Linked DNA regions of Mus musculus: region 2 is linked to region 1. The links are chromatin contacts, called in public promoter capture Hi-C maps. All regions are on one chromosome and are shown on one strand. The core of a region is the stretch at or near the end of the contact, and the rest is flanking DNA. Distances in the headings are between cores, read along the strand shown. Region 1 holds the start of F13b (coagulation factor XIII, beta subunit). Region 2 holds the start of Cfhr2 (complement factor H-related 2).

Evidence for each region. Promoter capture Hi-C pulls out the DNA fragments that hold promoters and counts their contacts.
Region 2: a contact with region 1 is called in a promoter capture Hi-C map of liver, with 4 times the contacts expected there. The contact joins the promoter of Cfhr2 here to the promoter of F13b in region 1. A contact is called at or near these places in 4 of 39 promoter capture datasets (embryonic stem cells, hippocampal neurons and liver).

What each region holds. Positions count from the first base shown.
Region 1 is chr1:139,499,836-139,503,456 of GRCm38.p6, forward strand. F13b (coagulation factor XIII, beta subunit) reads left to right here and starts at 1,872. Exons shown (of 12, transcript NM_031164.2): 1 at 1,872-1,977. The coding sequence starts at 1,911.
Region 2 is chr1:139,857,097-139,860,717 of GRCm38.p6, forward strand. It overlaps Cfhr2 (complement factor H-related 2), which reads right to left and starts at 1,603. Exons shown (of 6, transcript NM_001025575.2): 1 at 1,459-1,603. The coding sequence starts at 1,531.

The DNA.
Region 1 (3,621 bases), core at 622-3,121:
GAAGGGTTCTATACAATTGGTTTCAATGTTGTTAGGAGGAGGGTCTCATTGCCACCCTCCATATTGACACACTTCCTCCAACAAGGCCACACCTCCTAATAGTGCCACTCCCTGGGACAAGCTTATTCAAACCACTACAAATGTATTTAAAAAAAAAAAGACAACTATCCTGCCTATTGTCTAACATTGTTTTAAAGATAGGAACAGGCTGATAAAGAGGGAAGCAAAAACATTCCATTCAAATGTTTCTCAGTGGAGAGGAAGTGTGAGTGAAGGAGAGAAACAAAATTTAAATCAAAATAGCAGTGCCTTTGGGCTTTCAGAACTGTGAACTTAAGAAACACATTTTCTTTGAGTGCTGAGAATCAGTCATAGCGAAGACACAAAGAACTAAAATACCTGTCAAGACTGAATCAGAAAAAAACAAAACAAAACAAAAATTAGACAAATTAGAACAGACTTAAACTGAACAAGAAATTAAGAACAGAAAATCTAAAGACCTTTTCTAGATGGCGGTTTCTCCCAAATATTTTGAGATCAACTAGAACCACCTTGCTTTCATTGTGTCCAGAAAGAAGCAAAGAAGTTTCCAGACTCCTTCAGTAAAGCCAGCATCACAGGATACCAAAGCCGGACAAGGCTATTCCTGATGAACAGACACCAGCACAAACAGGAAATTAGTAAACGCAGGAGAGCACTGAATGGAGTGTATACCACCAACTAGGACTTGCTCTTGAGATACAAAGATATGTTAAATAAGGAACCTAATCAATATACCACAGCAAAGACCAGAAGGTTGGGGCAGCAGTTTAATACTGGGCACTGCTATGCTTTGAATATATATTCCGAATAATCACATGTAGGACCCAAAGTTCTGTAACACAATAGTTTTCAGAGGTGAAGCCTAGGTGAAAAGAGTTGAGAGCTTTTGGTGCAGCTTCTAAGAACTTGACATTTGTCACTGGGCTGGGACAAGAAGTAGGCTCAGATAAGAATATTAGAAACACGGACCGTGGGGCTTTACTTAATTATTATCTTGTGTGATCTCTTTGCTTACTACTTTGCTTGACTGCTTTCTTGTGTGATCTCCTTGTTTACTACTTTGCTTGATTACTTTGTCTTTGATCTAAGAACCGACCATGTTTTTTGAATGTTGCTAGAAAGGTATAAAAGCAGGCTGGAGAAAAATAAACCTGCCTCAGCCTCAGTACAGGTTGGAGTCGCGCTATAATTTTGTCTAGCTGTTTTTCTTTTTCAATCCTCTCTCCCTCACTTGAGACCTTGAAGACTGACTGAGTTGGCTAGGTCAGGAAAGTGTTTAGGCTGTGGAGACAGGGTCTTTATAACTTGTCCATAGTGGTCATTCAAAACTTTCTCATAAGTGAGTAATACTGTAATACCCAAATACAGCACATATTGTGCCTTACTGCTTTTATAATTTGCTGTCATACTTTAAGAGAAGATCATTTATAATTTGGGAGACTACAGGCCAAACAATGTATTTTCATATCAAGTGTCCACTGCCTCATGCTCTCTAAGTTCATCTTTGCTCAGTTCAAAGCTTGTAAACAGCAGCGAGCAGGTAGACTTTGCCCTAGGAATAAATAGTTGTGACTCTGACTTGAAATATACCCTTCCGTATTTGGCCTGTATTCATTATTTATGCTGCTGTCATTTTTTTGCCTATGTTGCCTCATATGTTCTTATTAAACTCAGAAAATTATTGTCAGCTAATACTGGCACAATATTTTCAATTATTTGAGACTAGTTTAAGTAAAATGTTACCTCGTTCCAAAGGTACTTAGACAGACATTGTAATTATTAACTTGTTTTGTCAAGAGAAGTATTGAGTATTTAGTAATGAGATCCTGGGTGCTTTAGAGCTGTAAAAATCTTCATGAGACACACTGATGATGACGCTGAGACACTTGCCATTTATTCTTTTATTAATCCTCTCAGGAGAACTCTATGCAGAAGGTAAAATTCTTTTATTACTCTTTATTCTCTAAAATACATATAGAGAAGAGAGAGTCTAAGTGTCATCTAAGTATCATAGTTCTTGAATTTTGACCTAATATTTCACTTTCACATGCCAGTTTTGTAATGCATGCTTTACATAAAAGTAACTTGTTTAAACATCTTGATAATGTTTCTTTGGAATCCTTTATTTCTCTAGATTTGGGAGCACGGGGAGCCAGGGTCTAACTACTTTAAAGTGTTTTCTGGTTTATTAGTTATTCGCCAAATTAATGCTGATAATGCTGGTAATCTGGTCAATTTGAAAGTCACATATTTGCCTTAATTATAATTTTAGGCAAGGATCTATGCATAATAGTAACACTTGCATAAGTTTAGTTCTCTCCTCTTTTTAAGAGGAGAGAATATAATGTGGGAAATTTGAAAAAGAACAAAATCACTAGCAAGGTTTCTCCTCATGATTCTATTTTCTTTGGAGTTATTACATAGGGATTATTTTGATGCCAATATTGTTGATTATAGAAACAGGGATATTGGGAGACAGTGAGAGATATGAGTCTGTCAAAATAATGCTATAAATCAAATTGTCCAGAGATATCAACACTACAGATTTGATGTATCAGCCAGGACAGTGAGCCCATTGGTTGGTGTTGTCTCTTCTTTCCAGAGCAGTGGCCCTTGTGGCCATCACTGTCCTCCATAGCAGCTACTTTGGGTCTTACCATGGTAAACGTGTGATTATGCATGGGAAATACTAGAATGTTTGGGAACTTGACTGTGTGTGTTTCACTAGATGCTGACAATGGTGTGGTGACTATAATTTTGTCTTGTTTTTCTCAGCTCTGGCTGACATTATCATTATTTTCTTTCTAAGGCAGCAGAACATGGAGGTAACCATTCTGACTTCATTACCATGGGACACTTTGCCTCCTCAAACAAGTCACATGGCTTATATGCAACTAGGTTCTTTCATTCATTATTACCCTTTTGAAAATGATTTGAAATTATAGGCGTCTATCAAGCCCACTCTATTGGAAGATTGTCTAAACTAGTGGTTCACAACCTGTGAGCTATGACCCCTTTGGAGTCATGTATCGGATGTCCTGTATATCAAATATTTACATTATGATTCACGACAGTAGCAAAACTATACTTAGGAAGTAACAAAATAATTTTATGGTAAAGGGATCATAACAACATTAACTGTATGTATGAAAGGGTCACAGTATTAGGAAGGTTGTGAACCACTAGTCTAAACTAGTGGAGGTGTGTAAGCTATATGCAAAATTTTAATCGCTGAATGTAAAAGATTTGATCATCCATGGGTTTTGGCATCTATGGGGAGCCTTGGAGTCAACTCCCTGCCAATACAGAGTATCAACTGCATGGTTACTGAGCACTGAAACAGTTGATCCAAGCAGAGCTGATCTGTGAATGGAAGGCCTGCTGGATTTAAAAAGTGTGAACAAAGAATATAGAACACTTTAACATATTAGATTAAATAAACCCTATTATTAAAGCAAAGTAAGCATTCATTTTTATTTTTACTCTTACCAGTGTAACTTTCAGAAGTGTTAAAATTGCATGTGGGATGACATGGTGTATCTATGAGAGTGTTCTACAAAGCAAGGACAAGCTTCCAAG
Region 2 (3,621 bases), core at 353-2,852, 360 kb after region 1:
CCCTAGAAGTGTTGAACATCTTAGTTCCTGAAATAATGTTCTCCCTCTGTTTGTTTGTCTATCATCGTTCAGTCTGTCTCTTTGTCACCTAATTGTCTACATCTTACTCATTACTTGTTCTTTTGCTTTTCTTACTGTATAGTTTGTGAACTCACTCATTCAAAAGGAAAAGTGTGACTATTATTCTCCACACTGTACAGAATATCAGCCATACAGTATTTACAAATCATATTGAATGGACTAAGCAGACTGTATTTAGACATATATTTAGATACATATGTATATAGATATAGATATATGTGTGCAATAATAATTAGGGAAAAAAAGAAAACCTGAGTCACAGAACAAGGAAGAGACTATGGGACAGTTTTGTAGAAATAAGAAGAGCAATATAATTATATTAATATATCAAAGTTATACAAGTACAAAATAATTGAAAGCAAATATTTTGTAATTTCATAGATAGACTTTTCTCTCACTGAATTCCTGCTTTCCTATGACAAAAAATTCAAAGTGAATTCAAAGTTACAGCAAAAGACAATGAGTTTAAATCTCTGAAATGATTCAAAATGAGAAAGGGGTGGATCTTAAAACAAATGTAATTTGAGGATTGAAGAGTTCATAAATCACCCTCATTTTGTGGACACATTAGCAAACAACAAATAGGAAAATAAATACTCCATGAAAACAGATTCAGGCACAGTGACTAAATTCCAGAATCCTACTCTATCTTTAAAGCATTATTTGCTAACCCATGGATGTAGTGTCTTTATGAATCACTCTCGATGTTTGTTAAATCCTCTTCAGACACAGTGTTAATAGAGTGGTAACATGATCTCCCACTTTCTACATACATTGGAGAGATCAGAAAAGAAAATGTTAACATTGTGGTGGCTCACTTACAAAGTAACATAATTCTTTTTTATCTTCTTAAAGACATGTCAGTTTGCTGAAAAATAATTAGTTTGAAGTCTAAAAAGTTACTCATTTTAATGACTATGAAATTAAAAGATATCCAATTCGTAGGGATGAAATCAATCCCACATCGACCTAGATAGATTTAGAGTCTGTTAGGTACTTTGTCCTGTTCAATGGCTGTATTTATTTAGGTGAAATTTCATTTTGAAAATTAATCTTGTTACATGTACTATTTACACATTTATAAGATAAATTTCTTCTTTGTCTCTAAATTATAATTTAGAGGCTATTCACACTTTTCAAATTAGAGAACTGAGAAAAATCACTTTATTCAATTTCTCTCTTATTGCTTATCAGAGACTATTTCCAAAAATAAATTTATTTTTACTATCAATATGTTTTCTGATTTTATTTAAATATTTTATAATTTAGTTTCTATTAATACTGCTTTAGTAAAAAGAATTTAAAATATTCTCATAGACATACAGGAGTTAAAATATTTGGCTTGAAATTGCATGTTTCAGATCCCCTTCCACTTACCTTCCCCTTTAGCAGTAGAAAGCCATGCAGTTAGGAGGATATTGGATAAGAGCAACATGCTGCAGAACCCCATGTTCTCAAACTTAAAGCTCCAGATGTGGTGGTCCTTCTGGGAACCCCGTCATTAACAATGCTGTGTATCACATTGGACTTCAGTGTATTACTAGCATCCAGTTTGGTAAATGTCAAAGTTCAAAAAGGAGGAGCAAAACAAACATTTTTCAATCAATTATTTCACAATAATAAGTTAATCATTTTACATTTATGGAGCAATGTAATAGCATTCAATTTTTAGTGCCAAGTTTCCTTGTCAGGCACATTGTTATGCTGAAAGAAAGAGGAGAGAATAAATTACTTTTGCCTTCTTATAGGCATGATAGCTGGTTAGGACAGTTGGTGATTTTCTTCTTTGTAAGCTTTCATGGCTACTTATAGTACAATGAATGGTAGGCCCCAGGTAGGAATCTTCAGAACAGATTCAGCTTAGGATCATTTGGGCCCTGTGGTATGGAATACACAATATGGAATGATCTTCCTCTTGGGGACAACAAAGTGTCATGGAAACAGTCATCAGTATCTTGACTTCTATTAGACAACCTTGACCAACAACTCAGAAGAGTGCTTCTCTTGTCAAGGACTGTTGTTTGTTAGATGGTTTTGGTTGTACATATGGGCCTTCACATATAGAACTGTCTGTTTGCGCATGTACACACACACACACACACACACACACACACACACACACACACACACACACACACACATTAATTCTGATTGAGGAGTTAATAATATAATTCCTTATGACATTCCCATGCACTATTTCAATATTCTTTCTCTTGTGTTTTTCTCCTTCCACTTCCCTAAATATGTCACTATTTCCTTTTTCCTATTCGTCCTGCTAAATAATTTGTATCTTATTCTCCTTTCTGTTGCTCATCCAACCTACTACTCTGGCAATGGTCTATATTTACCTTTCTGGTCTCTGCAGCTGATTTGGTGTATAGACTTGCATGTGAAGATTTGGAGCTAGGAGTCTCTAATAAGGGAGATCATGAGAAGTTTGTCTTCATGGGTCTGGGTTACCATACTCCATACAATCTTTTCTGGTTTGCTCATTTACCAGAGAAGTTTATGATTTCAATTTTCTTTATAGTTGAATAGTATTCCATATTGTATAATGCAGGGATGTTTATGATCTGCTCATCATTTGAAGAACATTTAGGTTGCTTGCATTCACTATGTATTGTGGAAGGGCAGGAATGAACATAGATGAGCAAGTATATGTGGGTCAAGATGTCAATCTGGGCCATGGGCAGAAGATCAGACAGTACACATCATCATATATTTTGTTTGAAAAGAGAAATGGTCAGATGGGCACTTGTTCACTGATTTATGGCCTATAGCTAATTTGTTGGTTAGATGAGCCTTAAAGAAAATCATGATTGCAAAATTAATGATAAGGACCTCTGTGTAAGAGATCTATGTAAATAGATCTTTCCAAATTTGCCAAAGGTATATAGAAACTTGATTACCATGGAAATGTTCATCAATAAGTGACTTTTGCTGAGGATGATTTCAATAAGCAAGTAGCCTAAATACCTCATTCTGTGAATAGTCAACCTCTTTTCACAGACATCCTTATCATTTTCCAATGCACCCTTGAACAATGTGGAGATGGTGAAAGGATAAGTAATATACATGGCCTTGACAACATGGACTTTCACTCACCAAAGCTGCCCTGGCTAAGCTTTATTCTTAGTGTCAAATCTGCCTGTAGCATAGCCCAATAGTGTGCTCCTGATGTAGCATGATTCACTGTGGAGACTAGCCAGAAACCTGGTAACAGGTTGAGTGATATTGCAACACTCCTTCTGTGGAAGGTGCACCTTGTTCTTCTGAAATGGATACTTGTTCTGGTTATAGCACCTTTCCTGCAAACAATGCCTCTGGGGAAAGTCCATCTGTGGATTTAAAAAATGCCCTTTTCACCATTGTGGAATTCTACACAGTATTGCATCTGACCAAGACCCATGATCATAGAATCCATCTTATCATGTTCCCCATTATTCTGCAGCAACTAGTCTAATAGAAAGATAAAAAGGTCTTTTGAAGATACAGCTACAGTGTGACATTTCATGGCAGTAGCTGGGAGGGCTGTTGCAG